3 separate regions of the Hordeum vulgare genome follow, and regions 1 and 2 are each linked to region 3. The links are chromatin contacts, called in public Hi-C maps. All regions are on one chromosome and are shown on one strand. Each heading gives the region's core, a stretch centred on a gene start, on an enhancer-like site or on the middle of the called end of the contact. The rest is flanking DNA. Distances are from core to core; before and after follow the strand shown. Region 1 has its middle 29 kb from the start of LOC123447940. Region 2 holds the start of LOC123447938 (short-chain dehydrogenase TIC 32, chloroplastic-like). Region 3 has its middle 68 kb from the start of LOC123446160.

Evidence for each region. A called contact is a pair of places that touch in the nucleus more often than the background predicts.
Region 1: a contact with region 3 is called in a Hi-C map of leaf, with 2.6 times the contacts expected there. The contact joins two enhancer-like sites. A contact is called at or near these places in 2 of 6 Hi-C or Micro-C datasets (leaf and seedling).
Region 2: a Hi-C map of seedling shows a contact between it and region 3, with 5 times the contacts expected there. The contact joins the promoter of LOC123447938 here to the enhancer-like site in region 3. A contact is called at or near these places in 3 of 6 Hi-C or Micro-C datasets (leaf and seedling).

What each region holds. Positions count from the first base shown.
Region 1 is chr4H:78,918,319-78,921,018 of MorexV3_pseudomolecules_assembly, forward strand. No RefSeq gene overlaps it. Among protein-coding and RNA genes, the nearest start is that of LOC123447940, 29 kb to the right of the region's middle. Within about 2 kb of position 1,348, at least 3 of the 3 cell types and tissues checked have open chromatin away from gene starts, as enhancers often do. A contact at or near this core is called in leaf and seedling, where this site is marked.
Region 2 is chr4H:78,831,089-78,833,788 of MorexV3_pseudomolecules_assembly, forward strand. LOC123447938 (short-chain dehydrogenase TIC 32, chloroplastic-like) reads right to left here and starts at 1,279. Exons shown (of 8, transcript XM_045124674.1): 1 at 1,002-1,279; 2 at 285-516; 3 at 100-179. The coding sequence starts at 1,119.
Region 3 is chr4H:78,530,373-78,533,072 of MorexV3_pseudomolecules_assembly, forward strand. No RefSeq gene overlaps it. Among protein-coding and RNA genes, the nearest start is that of LOC123446160, 68 kb to the right of the region's middle. Within about 2 kb of position 1,394, at least 3 of the 3 cell types and tissues checked have open chromatin away from gene starts, as enhancers often do. A contact at or near this core is called in leaf and seedling, where this site is marked.

The sequences.
Region 1 (2,700 bases), core at 98-2,597, 390 kb after region 3:
TCTGAAATTCACAAAAAATGTTCGCGATTTCAAAATTTGTTCACAATTAGAAAAATGCTCATAGTTTTATAATTTTATTCATGAATTTGAAAATTTGTTCATGTTTTGAAAAATTGTTCTGGAATTCACAAAAAATGTTCGCGGTCTCTTAACTTGTTCACAATTCGAAAAATGTTCATAGTTTTCTAATTTTGTTCATGAATTTGAAAATTTGTTCATGTTTTGAAAAATTGTTCTGGAATTCACAAAAAATGTTTGCGTTTTCAAAATTTGTACATAATGCAAAAAATGTTCATAGTTTTATAATTTTGTTATGAATTTGAAATTTTGTTCATGTTTTCCAAAATTGTTCTGAAATTCATAAAAAAAATTGCAGTTTCAAAATTTGTTCACAATTCAAAAAATGTTCATGGTTTCTAAAATAGTTTGCAATTCGAAAAATGTTCATAATTTCATAATTTTATTCACGAATTTGAATTTTTTTTTCCATGTTTCAATATTTATTCAGAATTCAAAAAATGTTTGCGGTTTCAAAATTTGTTCACAATTCGAAAATTGTTCATAGTTTTATAATTTTGTTCATGAATTTGAAATTTTGTTTATGTTTTGAAAAATTGTTCTAAAATTCACAAACAATATTCGTGCTTTCAAAATTTGTTTACAATTCGAAAAATGTGCATAGTTTTATAATTTTGTTACGAGTTTGAAAATTTGTTCATGTTTTGAAAATTTGTTCTGAAATTCACAAAAATGTTCACGGTTTAAAAAAAATCACAACTCGAAAAATGTTCAGAGTTTTATAATTTTGTTCACGAATTTGAAAATTTGTTCATGTTTTGAAAAATTGTTCTGAAATTCACAATAAAACGTTCGCGCTTTCAAAATTTGTTCATAATTCGAAAAATGTTTATAGTTTTATAATTTTGTTACGAATTGGAAAATATGTTCATGTTTTCATAAACTGTTGTGAAATTCACAAAAATGTTTGCAGTTTCAAAATTTGTTCACAATTCAAAAAATGTTCATAGTTTTATAATTTTGTTCACGAATTTGAAAATTTGTTCTGAAATTCACAAAAAATGTTTGCACATTTCTAAAATGTACACTTTACAAAAGCACACTTTTGCAAACAAAGAATATCGCTGCAGTGACTAAGTGTATTTAGGTACATTAACTGATTCAAATTAGCTACAGTACATCGGCTATGAATTCGTTAGTACCTAGTTTTTTAGATTGAGCGCTGCTATACAAATCGTAAAGCTTCTCTGGTGGAGTGGCTATGAGCCCGCAAATGCATGTGGCTGGTCTTCGGTTCGAATCCTCACTTTACGCTGTGCTTGCTTTGCTATATTTTTTCGTTCCGCATGTACAGCTCGATGGGCCGGCCCAGTCCCGTTTTTCCCTGTGCGTTGTGTCGTCTATTTGAGGCAAACTATAGCACACCATTTATATTGCGGACCCTTATTGTGTGTTTATAGTTCGTGCAAAAGGAATTTTACGGGCTGACGCGAACTGCGGCACAATATAACCCGAATTGTGAAACTATGGCCCTGTTTGTTTCATAAGTCCTAGGACTTTTTTAAGTCGCAACTTATAAGTCATAAGTCCCTACCTGTTTGTTTACAGGGACTTATAAGTCCCGAGTCCCTACCTGTTTGTTTACAGGGACTTATAAGTCCATGTTGCATCTAATAAAATACACTTGTCTAATAAAATTGTACAGTGCAATGCAAGCCACAATTAACTTGCAATGGATGTATGAGTGAGTGCAGCGATCACAGTTTGCTACATGTGTTAGCAAAAATTCAACAGCCCTAATGCAGTACTCGATCAAGCTGAGACGTAGGTAGCAAAAATTCAACAGCCCTAATGCGGCGTCGGGGCGGGCGGCGGCCGGGCGGCGTCGGGGCCGGGCGGCGTCGGGGCGGGCGGCGGCCGGGCGGCGTCGGGGCGGGCGGCGGCTGGGCGGGCGGGCGGCGGGGCGGCGGCGTCGGGGCGGGCCGGCGGCCGGGCGGCGACGGGGCGGGCAAGGACGGGGCGGGCGGTGCGAGCGTCGAGTCGTCCTGTCCCTGGAGCGATCGGGGCAGGCGGTGCGAGCGTTATGGGACTAGAATATAAGTCCCAATAAGCTCCTATTAGAGAGTCTTATTTCATAAGTCCCAATTAACCATAATAAGTCCCAATAAGTCCCTTGTGTTTGATTTAGGTGGGACTTATAGGGACTTTTTTAAGTCCCAAAGCCAATAAGTCCCTGGAAACAAACACCCTCTATAAAACAAAATATTGGTAAAATATTATATTTTACAGTTCTGTGATGCAAAATCTGTTCGGCCGTAGCCTGCGCCAGCTCGCAAAATGTGTGGTATTTTTTGAATTTAACTCATATGCCACATTTTACACAAAATTATAAATTAAACATAAGATAAAATGTTAATATTATAATATAAAAATCATCCAATTTACAATAATTAATCAAATCATCGGATTAAAGCAATAATTCAATACAAAAATGGCTCCCAATACAACAATGGTACAAATCACACTTGAATTAAATGAAAAAATGACAGGTTTTATTGTCCATCCCTTTGTCAATGGTGCTCAATGAGATCATCCTAAATGTGATAGTGGGTGTTTGCGTCTTCAATCTGCCGGTGTGTCTAAAGGACTGATTGTATGTGGTCGGGGTCTCTAGCTGGCTTC
Region 2 (2,700 bases), core at 29-2,528, 300 kb after region 3:
TGAATGAATGTTGATGGATAACAGTGAATGATCAAAGGCATCAATCACGACGATCACTCTTATTTATAATATGAAGGAATGTAACTGCACAATACATACCAAGATGATTCGTTGCGAATTGTAGCTCAATGCCATCTTTGGACAGATGGAAAGGGCAGGCCATTATCCCTGCATTGTTTCTTCAGAGAAGGCCAGAAAAAAAGCCCAGTCAGTGTGTTTACTAGTATCCGCCAAACTTTGTGCTTCTTTTGAATACTTGATGATGCCTGATTACAATGACATACATGAGGACGTTCAGATGCTTATGCGAGGAGTTGAAGGAGCCCGCGAAGCTGCGAACAGAGTCAAGGGAGCTCAGATCCATCTCCATGACATGGAGCTTCGAGCTCGGGACCTCTTCAGCGAGGCTCTCTTTCACCTTCATGCCACTCTCGAGCGTCCTTGCTGGTATGATCACGTTTGCTCCCCTCAGTGCAAGAACTCTGGCCGTCTCCTTGCCAATGCCATTTGTTGCCCCTGCATATGACAATCAAGAGTGCAGAATCATCAGTCTACCCCATGTATTGTACTGTACTCTGAATGAACAGAAATGTGCTTGAAATTGTCTTTTAATCATGATAAGTGAACAATTCCCTTACTATTTACTCACGTTGCAGAGATTGTACATTTATCAAAATAATAGTACTTCTACTTTTTTTAAGAAGCCCGAATCATAATAATGCATGGAAAATCCTTCTTATCTGCCCAAAGTAGAAAGTACAGCCCAACTCAAATTTCCCTCTTTAAACTTGAGGAACTCAAGTGCGGTTTCTCTAAAAGCTGCAGGACCAAATAGCTCCAATAATTACAGATTCCAAATGCAGATAATCGCATTAATGATATTTTGTGCTTTTTAATCACTTGATTTGTTTATTAAAGTCAGCAAAGATGAGACTCTGCATTCAGCCACTAGTAGCAGTTGCACACAAGAGACAAGCAGAGTCGTATAGAATGCCGCGCACCTGTGACGATGGCCGTGAGATGGCTGGCGTCGATGCCGGCGGCGATGTCCTCTGCGGTGGACGCGGATCCAAAGCCCGAGAGCCCACGCCGCCCCCACGGCCAGCCCCAGATCCCCATCACCGTTGCTGCCGCCGCCAGCCGCCCCTCCTTCGCTCGGTATTGTTTCCGCGCTAGGCTACGTTGGTCTCTCCTCTCCAGCAGCAGATTAGAAGAATTGCGGCGGAGGATCGTCGACTGTGCTATCTTTTCCTGCAATCTGAGCAGGTGCGGAGGATCGTCGACTGTGCTATCTTTTCCTGCAATCTGAGCAGGTTAATTTCGCACGAATCTTGATGCGGTACTGTACACCTCAATTGTTTATACTCCCTCCGCTCCTAAATATATATCTTTTTAGAGGTTTCACAAAAAGACTACATACGGATGTATATAGACATACTTTAAAGTATTGATTCACTCATTTTACTTCGTATGTGAACACTTAGTAAAATCTCTTAAAAGACTTATATTTAGAAACGGAGGGAGTATTTGTTTATACTAGCAAAAGAGCCGGTGCGCTGCAACGGAAGCAAACCATACAACACGTCCTAACCTAATAATCATGACTTGAGATCTTTATTTAAACTATCATCTACGTTGTCTCTTTTTTGTGAATACATCTATGCTCTCTCTCTAACTCTCTCTCCCCCTAAGATGAACATCAACTTTTCTGTTTTCATGTAATGTTTTGCCGATTATTGATATATTTTTTTATCTTTAATCTCATTTTGATGAGGTGTTCATTTGCAACATGGATCGACCTTAGTAAAAAATAGATTGTGCGTTATTGATTAAAATAACAGCATAAATAAAATTTAAAAATTGTTAAATAAGTAAAATAACATCATATTTAGACTCTGCGCATCACTATTAATGAAAATTACATTATAAACAGAATTTTAAAAAGTTAAATAGATAAACTAACATTATATTCAGATTCTACACATGTTTCTAATAAAATTTCATATATAATAATTTAAAATTGAAGTTACCGTTTAAAAGATATGATTTTTAAAGTATTTGTGACTTATAATTGAACTGCAGATTAATTAATATGAACCTAAAAGACGTTTCTATAAAAATTACAAAAAATGATTCGTTCTCTCACTTAAGTATATACTGCGGGTTGATTTCGGAAAACCACAAAGGATTTTCTGTAAAAATACGAAAAACGATTTATTTTCTCACTTAAATCCGTACTGCGGGTTGATTTCGAAAACTCTAGGGAGTTTTACGGCAGAAGCACTCCGTGATTTAGGCCCTGTTTGGAACCACAATAGATTATGATAATTTAGATTATGAAGATAAATTATATAATCTGGTTTATAAAAATAATCTAGGTGAATATGTTTGGAGGCCAGATTATATAAACTGTAATCCAGGTTTTACATTGCATAATGACCTGTCTATCCTCTGTGTTTTTTTTAAAAGAGGAGGGTAGCGGTGGTAGAAATGTTATTATCTCCAACTTTACAAGGGTAATGGGTCATTAGCAATCCATAACAAGCTGGTATAGAGTAGATTATGAGTTTTTAATAATCTATCCATCTAGTTTTTATAATCTACACTATAAGTTATCCTGTTTGGAAACATAATAGATTATAAAAACTGAATTATATAATCTAGGTGGTTCCAAACAGGGCCTTAATATTAGGAAAAGAT
Region 3 (2,700 bases), core at 144-2,643:
TATTTATTTAGGAACGGCGGGAGTAGTAACTCAAAGTTGACGTAGTCGTTAGTTGTTTCCGCTGCGATTAGGGTTCGATTCCTTGGGGGCTCCATTTTTCAATCTCCACGCTGAAATGGGCTAACTCAGTACTATTCATACCTTAAACAAACAAATACTCTCGCATAGAATCTCTCCGAGCTACGTATCATCGGAAAACGCTATTTTGTCGCTCTTTGCATCAATATATCGGGGTTTCGCACAGGATGACGAGGGAGCGATGCTATCTGGGCCGGCCTATTACCGGTTCTAGGGATCCCGGTTTTGGGGCCTCCTAGACTTATCCACCCGTTTTTCCCCGTTTTGGAAACTTTCTAGAATGTTTCTTGAACCGGTTTTTTTTGTTTTCTTTATTCTTTACTATTTTCTTCTTCTTTTTTCCTTTTTTGTTTCAAAAATATTTATGAATTTGTTCAGCATTTTTCAAAATTGTTATCATTTTGAAAATTTGTTCTCAAGATTATAAAATGTTCGTGCTTTTAAAAACTTGCTCACGCTACTAAATTTATTCGGGCTTTCAGAAATATTATTTTCCTGCTTCTGTTTCGAAAATGTTCTGGAGTTTCTGCATTTTCAAAAAAAATTGTGGTTTTCAAAAAAAAATCTGAAAATCTGAAAAATGTTTTTATTTTTGAGAAAAATGTTCTGTATTTTCCAAAAATGTATTCGGTTTAAAAAAATATTCTTCAAATTTGGAAAATGTTTCTTCTTTTTTCAAAAAAAATGTTCTTACTTTTAAAAAATGTTCGGAATTTTAAAAATTGAACTAAAAACTCGAAACATGTTTTTGATTTTTTACAAAAATGTTCTGGAATTACAAAATATGTTATGGATTTTTGAAATGCTTTTTCAAAAATGTTCTTGTTTTTAGAAATTTGTTCTCAAAATTGAAAAATTGTTTGTATTTAAAAAAATCACGTTCATGAAGTTCCTCAAGATATTTCCAAATTATTCTCATTTTCAAAATTTGTTTGCAAGATTTAAAAAATGTTCGTGCTTTTAAAAACTTATACACGCTTTAAACATTTGTTCGTGGCCCTCAATTTGTTCAGGATTTCTCAAAATTGTTCTTGATTTATAAATTTGTTCTCAAGATTCCAAAACGTTCATCCTTTAAAAAATTGTTCGTGTTTTCAATTTTTTACCCTGATAAAAGCATTCATGTTGTTAAAAATGATTTAATAAATTCAACGTTTGTTCGTTTTGATAAAAAAATGGAAAAAAGAAAACGGGAAGAAAAAGGACACAAAAAAGAAAAAACAGAAAGAAAAAAAACTACAGTATGGCGCGCCTACTGGACCGGCATGTCGGGGGTCAGGCTGTGCGTGGGAGGGACTCCCTTCCGCAGCGAGCGGCAGGTAGGAGTTCCCCGTATTGCTTGCTGTGAGTGTTGATCGTTTGACTGCCTATGCCTGCTCACAGTGTGCTGGCCCACTTTTCGAGGAAACACACAGAGGTTTGTGAGTTCGGAGTTCGAACGTGCATGGTATTTAAAAAAAATGGCCTCTGTGGTGCTTAGATTTTTAGACTCCTCGTGTTGGAAAGCTCCTTTAAAGGTTAAAAATATTTACATGATAGGTAAGAAGATTGATATTCGGTTTGGAAATATCACAAGACTTTGGAAAGACTTTATTAATGAATTGCCTCCATTCCAGGACTAACACCCCCTGGTATTTTTAAGATCAGAATTTGTGGCCCTTGACCAGCTCTCGCTTGCTCGTTTTTTAAGATCAAGTGATCAACTCGCTCAAATTTCTTTCACATATGATTCCTCGTTGCCTTTTTTTCCTCCACCTATATATATTTCCCTTACTTTCTTTCTTTTCACATGTTTTTTACTTTCTTTTTCTGCTTTGACAGCTAAAAAGAAACAAGCAATTGCATTTTATAAATTCCTTGTATTGAGATACTAGCTCTTAAAAACAGAAAGAAGAAAAATTGGTATAAAAATGTTCGTGAAAAAATACGATTTTGAAAAATATTCATGAATATAGAAAGCATTGTGAATTCAAAATTATTTGCGACAACATAAAATTGTTCATGATTCATAATATGTTCACGTACTAAAGAATATTCACAATTCGAAAAATTGTTAGGGAACTTGAAAAATGTTCCAAAATTACAATTTTGATAGCGAGTTTAGAAAATGTTCATGTATTAAAAAAAAGTTCAAGATTCCAAATATTTTTCTAAATGAAAAAAAAATCAAGAATCTCGAATATGTTTGCAAAAAAGTTCAAGAATGTCAAAAATGTCAAATGCAAAAACAATGTTCACGAATATAACAAAATGTTTTTGAATTGGAATAATGAGAAATATATTATTATTTTTTTAATTTGTCAAAAAAAATTCACAAACGCCAAAAATGACCGTGAATTTTACAAAATGTTCGCAATGAAACATGTTAGAATTAAAAAAAAGTGAAATCTAAGAATGTTCATGAATTCAAATACGTACCAGAATTTTGAAAGAAGTTTCCTATTTCAGTCTTTTTTGCTAATTCAACAAAAACCATGAATTTAATATTTTTTATGATTTAAAATTTGTTCGTGAATATGAACAGAATATCCACGAATAGAAAAAATAATAATTCGAAAAACACTCAATCATAAAACTATCATGAGTTACATCAAATCGTTCGCAATTTTTAAAAATCTCTAT